Linked DNA regions of Pan troglodytes: region 1 is linked to region 2. A link is a contact called in public HiChIP or PLAC-seq data. All regions are on one chromosome and are shown on one strand. Each heading gives the region's core, a stretch centred on a gene start, on an enhancer-like site or on the middle of the called end of the contact. The rest is flanking DNA. Distances are from core to core; before and after follow the strand shown. Region 1 holds the start of LACTB2 (lactamase beta 2). Region 2 holds the start of NCOA2 (nuclear receptor coactivator 2).

The links. HiChIP or PLAC-seq counts read pairs in DNA pulled down with a chosen protein or histone mark.
Region 1: an H3K4me3 HiChIP or PLAC-seq map of stem cell-derived excitatory neurons shows a contact between it and region 2, with 3 times the contacts expected there. The contact joins the promoter of LACTB2 here to the promoter of NCOA2 in region 2. A contact is called at or near these places in 1 of 7 Hi-C or Micro-C datasets (stem cell-derived neural progenitor cells) and 1 of 1 datasets of contacts at active chromatin or transcription factors (stem cell-derived excitatory neurons).

Annotation. Positions count from the first base shown.
Region 1 is chr7:79,304,090-79,308,483 of NHGRI_mPanTro3-v2.0_pri, reverse strand. LACTB2 (lactamase beta 2) reads left to right here and starts at 1,638. Exons shown (of 7, transcript XM_016959565.3): 1 at 1,638-1,996. The coding sequence starts at 1,875. It also overlaps a transcript of XKR9 not described here.
Region 2 is chr7:79,040,844-79,045,061 of NHGRI_mPanTro3-v2.0_pri, reverse strand. NCOA2 (nuclear receptor coactivator 2) reads left to right here and starts at 2,752. Exons shown (of 23, transcript XM_054656809.2): 1 at 2,752-2,961.

The DNA.
Region 1 (4,394 bases), core at 389-2,888, 260 kb before region 2:
CTCAGGAATCTGGTCCAGAAATTACTGTTCCATCCTCTTCTCCAGGGTTCACTGACTTTCCAGCAGAGTTCTTAAAAAGGGAAGATGTGCATAGCTTCCTGCCTGAATAGCCATTAATTGATGGCTATGATAAATACATATTGACAGATTGAAATGCCTGATGTAGGAGATTTGGTTACTTTAAGTATTTTTTTGAAGGGTATACTGTTTAACTTCCCATTGCAACAAGGGATAACTTATATGATTATTTCAGCGATGATTTTTTGAATATTTTTCCATTAAAAGTACAACTGTGTGAAACAAGGCAAAGACATTTCTCACACACAAAGCAGATGTCATTAGCCACTCTGATACACTATGCTGCTGATTCATAAAATAGGTAAGAGCATATCGTTTTCTTCATCAGAAATATCTGGAAAAAAAAAAGCCACCAAGCACTGTATGTGTCAATTTCTCACCTTTAAAAAAAAAAAAAAGAGTGGGCTGCTACAGTGGATATGTTCTACATCTCTTTGGGGCAGTGATTACATACAATTGTCATAACTCGATGGAACTGTCTACAGGATCTGTGTATTTTCTTTTAAGTAATTTATAACTCAACTTTTTTTATGGGAAGCTGTAGTTAACACTGGATAGTTAATACTTGGCTGATTAGAAACCGACTTGTTACAGAGAAAATGAGTCCCTTCCATCTTGGGCACAAAACGGCTCCACAAGACCAGCCTAGCTCTCTGGGCAGGCGGGTAACACTGGCAAGCAGAGGCATGCTCCTTGAATCTCACTGAGGGGGACAAGTGTTAGTGCGAGGCAGGTAGGAGCAAGGCCGCACACGCAGACTCTGTCATCTGGGCAGCCGCCCAATCCCCGTTTTTCATTTGTAACAAAAATAGTGTCCACCTCTTAATAATGTTCTGAGGATTAAGGGCGTTAAGTCGGATGTTTGTAGAAAGCACTTAGGCATAGTAGGAAGTACTAAGTAAATATGTCTTACCACTATTTATTATAAAAGATGAACAGGCTGGCCCGGCGCGGTAGCTCACGCCTGTAATCCCAGCACTTTGGGAGGCCGAGGCGGGCGGATCACGAGGTCAGGAGATCAAGACCTTCCTGGCTAACACAATGAAACCCCGTCTCTACTAAAAATACAAAAAATTAGCCGGGCGTGGTGGCGGGCGCCTATAGTCCCAGCTACTCGGGAGGCCGAGGCAGGAGGATGGCGTGAACCCGGAAGGCGGAGCTTGCAGTGAGCCGAAATCGCGCCACTGCACTCCAGCCTGGGCGACAGACCGAGACTTCGTCTCAAAAAAAAAAAAGATGAACAGGCTACTACTACTACTACACACACACACACACACACACACACACACACACACACACACACAGAGAGAGCCACTGCCTAAAAATCTGGCAATCCTTCCTGAGATTTATTACTGAATAACGAACGGTTACCAAACCTGTCTCCCAAATCACAAGACTCTTCCAGATTAAAATGTCTCTCGCCCACTTGGATCCACTCGCCTGTCTAGGACACAAACCCGTGAGGCACCAGCCCCCGTGACAGAGGCAGATTCCAGCTTCGCCTCACGCCACCTCACGCCTCGCGCCAGCCTTCCCACCACTGCCCGCGCAGCCCGCGCGGCGTCACGTGACCTCTGGTTCCGCACCGCCCCCACCCCACCCCCCGGCCGAGCTGCCGGATCCCCGCCCCGGCTCGCCCGCGGTGTCACATGACACTTGGACCAGCCGCTGGCCAATCCCCTCCCTCCCGGGTTGCGAGGCATCACGTGGACGCTACTCGCTATCCCCGGCCTGTTGGCTTCTTCCGCGCTGGAGTATCCAGATAGGCGACACGCCGGCGGGCGGCTGAGGCGGGAATGGCTGCTGTACTGCAGCGCGTCGAGCGGCTGTCCAATCGAGTCGTGCGTGTGTTGGGCTGTAACCCGGGTCCCATGACCCTCCAAGGCACCAACACCTACCTAGTGGGGACCGGCCCCAGGTAAACGTCCCTCTCCAACCTCCCCAACGTTCGCAGCCGGCCCCGGAGCCCGGGCTTTGACTGATCGCGGCTGCGCGGGCAGTGGGGAGCGCCGCGTCCTGTCCCTAGCTGGGCAGCCCCGCGCCTAGCAGCCCCGTCGAGACTGCACGCAGACACTCAGATCTCGAAGCTAGCTAAAATACGACCACCCCAGGTGATAGCTCTCTAATTTAGGGAGAAATGGAAAAAAAAAAAAAAAACCAACTTCTGTTTTGAAACCCGATTTACTGTTCTTGATGTTTGAATGCCAGGGTGTGCGTGTTTAAACTGTTGAGAAAATTCGGATGTCAAGAGTCCAAGAAAGCGTTTACTTTGCTCACTTGACTTTCACTGGTGTTTTGCCCAGAGTGTAACTTCCCTTCTCAAAAGCGATTAATTATGTTGAGGCGATTTCCTCAACTCAGCAGCAGAGGGCAGGATTCTCCTGGCTTCCAAATTGGTTCTCTGCAGCCTGTGGGCTCATAAGAGGAGCTGACATAAGTAATTTGGGGAAGTTTTTTGTTACAATTGTGTGTGACCTTGTTTGAGTTTAATTTGCAGACACAGTAACACACCTGTATTTCTAAGAAGATACTTTTGCTCTTGTTTAGCTGCATTCTGTTTTAGTGGAATTATGCAGGAATGGGAGATTTGGTTTACTGCATAGTAAGTCTTAGGCATTTAGCAACTTTTGTAGTCTTTACTGGATGAACCCAGATAATGTAGTTTCTCTTGAGCATAGAATTTAATTGTGCAGTCAAGACATAAATTATGTTTAAAATATAATTGATTACTAAAAACGATTTAGTAAGTACAGTTAATTGAGTTTTCCTTGGAAGTGTCTACTGTTTGGCGTTTTTCCAGTAAATAAGAATTTTAGAAGCAGCAGACCTGCAAAGTGGGCAGGTAAAAGATTAAGTTAAGAGTAAATAAGGCAGGGTCAGGTAGTTACCAAAGGTTTAGGCTGCCACCAGAATCTAGGAGGATAGAGAATTAAGCAGGAAAAATGCCAGATCTCTAGGGTACAGTCTGTCTTGGCTGGAAGTCCCTCAACCAAGTAAATCCATAGGCGGTCTCTCTACAGTGTGTTATCTTAAACTAGTCAATACCTCAGACAAAAGATGCATATTATCAGAATTACCCTGGAAAGTCTCTTAGAAGAACACCATGTTGGAGATCAGTGTATTGTCTCAGTAAGTTCAGCACAACCTGCTTTTTTTCCAGCATTGAAACAGATGGCTGAATCTGTTTGAAAACCAGGTGAAGAAATTGGCTTGTGTTTAGGGGCTATATTGTATGAAAAATACATACTGTATCTTTAAACACTAGAATCACACTCAACATAGCAAAGTGCTAGTGCTAAGAGAGACTTAAAGACTAACTGAGGGAAAAGCAGATTTATAGTCTCTCGTCTTAAATTACTTAACACTGTTGCTCACGTAAATTAATGGAGTGGAATGGCCAGTGGAATTACTTGCACTATGTAAATTATTTCTCCATATAGTTGAACTAGAGAGTCCATATAGTTGAGCTAGAAATAAGTGTAGATAATGCTACTGTATAAAGTAAAAGATGTAAAGTAAAAGGTGGCTAGAAGTTAATATTAATTGGCCCCTTGTCAGATGTTCTGAGATTGGTATCCACCTGTTCCGCTTCACAAAACAGTTCTAAGATCACAAGCGGCTTTTGTATCACTAACCCCAATGGTATTTTTCTGTTCTCATCTTCCTTGAACTTCAGTGCTTTGACACCATTGACGACTCCCTCCTTAATTTGCCAACACCACATTCTTCAGGTTTCCTATTACCTCTTCAGCTGCTCTTTCTCTTTCACCTTGATAGAGTCACCTTCTTTATCAAATCTTTATTTTAGTTATTCAGTATATAATCCTCATCTCTCATGTTCTTCTACTGTATTCTCTACCTAGGTGATCTCATCTACTTATTTGGCTTTGCCTTTATTATCTGTTTATTATTAACTACCAAATATATAGCTCAAGTTCAAATTCCAAACTTGATCTTCAGACTCAAGTAGCCAACTTTTAAATCTATTTGCATGACTCACTGCTGCCAGGAACTCAGTGTTTTCCATACTGAACTCATAACCTTTCCAGAAAACTGCCAGGTCCTCCTCCAGTTGTTCATATCTTGATAAACAAAGCCATCAAAGGAAATGCCTAAATACCCTTCCTGACATTTATTTGCTTCCTACTGCATATCCAAGCCATTATGAAGATCTGTTCATGTCCCCTGCTGTCACTCAGTCCAAGCCAGCACAACTCTTGCTTAGGCTACTGTAATAGCCTCCTAATTGGCTTCTGTACGACTACCTCTGTCTCTCTTCAATCCAATCTTCCCTTTGTAGCCTGAGTGGTATTTTA
Region 2 (4,218 bases), core at 1,503-4,002:
CGATATTTAGTGACTTGTTTGAGGTTACACAGTAACTTAGAGACCACTTCACATCATATTTATTTGCTTATATTCTATAGCTCTTTTTTACCATACTGTTACCTCTAATCTCATGATGTATGCTAGTAGTATTAACTCAAAAATAGTATAGAATCTCCCACTTTTATGCAGTTTACTTATGAAAAAAGTGAGTACTTTGAAAACTGTGGAAGAAAAGGCAGACAAAAATAGAAATTCTTGTCTTGTAGCAGTCATATTGTTCTGATTATTCCTAGGTTATATTGTTAAATATATAATTTGTCATTTTCTTTACTTTTCCATGCTGCATTTATGATTCTGCTGACATTTTTGGTGTTTCCTTGCCTCATCCATTCACGGTATGTTATTTCTACTTCCACTAAATTTCAATAATTTCCTTCCCCTTTATGATCTGCACCCACATATTTTTTCCTTGTTGTTCTCTCTTGGTAATATACCTAGTTCCTATATCTTTGCCTTCTTTTTTCTTTCCTTCTTCTTCCTTTCTTAATTTGTGTCATTGAGCCAACTTATTTACCGCCTCCTCTACCTTTTCATTTTACATTATCGTAGTGATGATTCACTAAAAATTATGGCTAGTTTTAATAAACAATTGTTCTGAGGTCTCATGGGAATCAAAGTTCTTTCTAAGTATGGAAGATGTTTTTTATAAACATGTTTTATGAGCAAGGGATTGGAAGATGAGGTGGGGAAGAGGACATGAGGATTGGAATAGATACTATTATTTATATTTCACAAATTCAATGAAACAACAAACATCATACATTCCTTGTTAGGTGCTATAGCATGTACAAACAAGAACAAGACTAGGTGTTGGGCTCTGTTGCACTTACAATCTAGTGAAAGAGAAAGACAAATATATAAACAACTCTAGTGCAAGACAGACTACTGTTACAGCAAGAGCCTGAAGTTCAGAGGGCGCCCAGAGATTGTACCAGAGCGCGTTTAAGTCACACAATTCAATTCAAGCTCAGGCAATTGAGTAGCACTTGGGTATGGAACTCATCTACTATGCTGTCAGACGTTTTTGTTTATTTCTTGTAAGAAAAAGTCTTCAGCCGTCGTAAGACGTTTTATTGGGTAATACGGGAATGCAATGGGGGGAGTCATTTGTTTGCAGAGGTATCATGGGTAGTTTTAAAAAGTGTGAAATCTACGATTGCAGAGGACTGATAGACTCTGGACTTCTGCCAAAATGGGAGGGATAGCAAGCAAGAAGGAGAATCTTTTTTTAAATTTTTTATTTATTTATTTATTTATTATCACAACTCCTGATAGCTCACAGTTGGGGGTGAGGACAGGAAAGCAAATCGGGAGTTCAGAATTGTGACAAACCTCAGGTGACTACTACCCCATTGTAGACAAGCTACAGACTGGTATTAGCAGAAGACAGGCCATAAACAAACTCTCCATTTCCTCTCAACGCTTTGGGAACATAATTCTATTATTCCAGCTAGCTAAAAACAAACAAACAAACAAACAAAAAAAAACTTTAAAAATATACATTAATACATAGTCAATGCAAACATTTCAAACATTAGATAGGTGTGCAAAATAAAAACTGGAAGTGCCTCATCACCCACTTCTTACACTCCCCAGCGCTAACATTTGTTGTTATAGGCTTCCAAGCATTTTCTATTCACAAACACACACAGACACACACACCCATTTTTTTTAATTCTTTTCCCAAATAAAATTGGCGGTACACCCACAAATTTTAGGATGAAGACATATTTAAAAGCATGGGCTTTGGAGCTCACCAGAACTGGGCTCACATCCTCTCCAACTACTGGCTGTGACCCTGGGCAAATTACTTTAAGCTTCAATTTTTTGTGTGAAGTGAAAAGCGGCAATGACTTCGGAAGGTTTGAGGATTAAGGCCTATAGCATATATACATCACCTAGCACAGTCAGATTCACAGTAAGTGTTCAATAAACACTCTTATTGTCTACCGCAAGTGACCTTTCTCATTATAAGATTAAAATCAGGGAATATGTTCCTCTCATAGTTTGATAACTGCCATTAAACAAAAGTTTTTTTTTTCAACTAATTACCGTATAAGTTGGAAAAAAAAACTTGCTTTTCCAAAGCGTAAAACAGATTGGTCTAAGTAACACTTAAATGGGGGTTCTCGCATTTTCAGTGCCAATCTCCTACGTCCCCTCAGTACTTTGTTCACGGATGTCTAGAGAATGGACTTTCCAATATAAACTTATGATTTCATGATGTGCCGAAAATTCTCAACCAGGTTAAGTTTCACACTCTGTGTGCAGCATTTGCTTTATCCCGCAATTGCCGGGTGGTGCCCCTTCCAGCTCCCACAGTCGCGCCTCTCCATATCCCCTCTGGAGCTAGGACTGCAATGGGAGAAGCCTCTCCCTGTTGGAGCCGTAGGGGACTTGACGGATGCGGGGCGCCTCCGGGGAGCAGCGGCAGGACCGGGAGTTGGGTAGGGTGAGGTGCGCCCGAGGGGGTGCAGGGTGCTGGCCGAAGGGTCCGGCCGGACGGGCGCGAGGGTCCTCTGCTGGCGACCCTGGAACTCGGCTCTCCCCGATCTTCGTCTTGGGGCACCGTCCCTGCTGTCTGCAGCCCCCAGGCCCCACTGCCTCTAACTCAGCGGCCCAGGCCCGTCCCAGTCGCTAGTCTTCTTTTTGGCATTGCCCTTTGCCCTCCCATGCAGTCCTCTGTTGACTCTCTCTTCAGTTCCAGTCACCTCTAGGTCACCCTCCCTCTACCACAGTCACCCATTTTGTCCCCTGTCCCCTTACTCTTCTTCACCTCTCCCCTTACTCTTCTTCACCTCTCCCCGGGCCGCCTTCTCAGAGGACTCTGCCGACGGAGATGCTGCGGACCCCGCGGCCAGGGGCTGCTCCCCGGACAACCCTGCGTCCACCTTTGCCCCTTCCTCGGGGGCGCGAGAGGCAAGTTTCCGCCCCGTCCTTTTCCCGGTGACAGGACTTGGCGGCGGCCACTGCCGGGGAGGCAGAGGGAGGGACGGCCTGGCTCCCGAGCCCCCTCCCCTGCTCGCGAGCTCGCGCGGTCTGTCTCTCCGCAAGTGCGGAGACGCGGAGGAGGAGGAGGAGGAGGAGGGAGTTGGGGGAGGATCTCCATTGAAATAAACAACCAGGCAGCAGTTATTAACACGGGAACATGGCGGCCGCAGCCTCGGCTACAGCTTCGGCGGCGAAGGTCAGCGCCGACGGCAGCCGGCACCTGACGGCGTGACCGACCCGAGCCGGTAACCGTGCCTTCCCCCGGGGCCGCGAGGGCGGGCGGGGGGCGGGCGGCAGGCGGGGGGCGCCGCGTCCCCACCCCCCGGCCGCGACTGCCCTTCCTGCGCCGAGCTCCGACAGAGCCGTGCGCTTCCGAGAGGCTGTTTTTGTGTGCGGGGACCGCCGCCGGAGTGCGCGGAAAACGGGAGTTGCATCCCGGAGGCGCAGCGACGCTGGGGAGTTGGGGCTTGGGGGTGGGGAGGGCGGGAAGCGACGGGGAGACGCGGAGTCCCCGGGAGAGAAAGGAGGCGCTCCAGCGCCTTGCGAGAGCTCAGGAGACGAGTCCCGGAGCGCGAGGCGGGCGGAGGCTGCAGCCCGCGGCGCGGGCGAGAGGTGAGCGCCGAGGCGCGGCGGGGAGGCCGGGGGTGCGGGCGCGGCCCCCGCCCCGAGGAGCGAGTGCCCCTTGCCCAGCCCGGTGCGGGGTCGGCGGAGACCGAGGCTCTAACCCCTCGGGGGCAGCGCGGCAGAGCCGAGAAGGTGAATCCCGGGAAGGTGCATTCTTTAATGGAAGCGCGGAGCGGCTGCAGCGGAGAGTGGGAGCCGGGCGAGGGGAGGCAGGACTCGGGAAGTGCTGGGGGTGTGTGAAGGTGAAGCGGGGTGTCGGGGCGGCCGGCGAGCTGCAGCGCGGGGCGGGGAAGGGGAGCCGCGGCCCGGCGGGTGGCCCGGGCCCGTGTCAGCCCCGGGGGTGGGGGGCGAGGGGCGCCGAGCACCGCGGGCGGACGGGAAGGAGCTGCGGCGGGCGGGGCGGGCGGCGCGCTGGGGCCGAGCAGGCCGGGCCGTGGTGGGGGCGGGGAGCCGGGGGCCGGGCCCCGGCGGCGCCGAGCCGGGCTCGCCCCTGACTGAACTTTCTGGGTGCGGGCGTGTATGCAGGAGGCGCGCTGGGGCCGGGGCCGGGGCCGGGGGCGG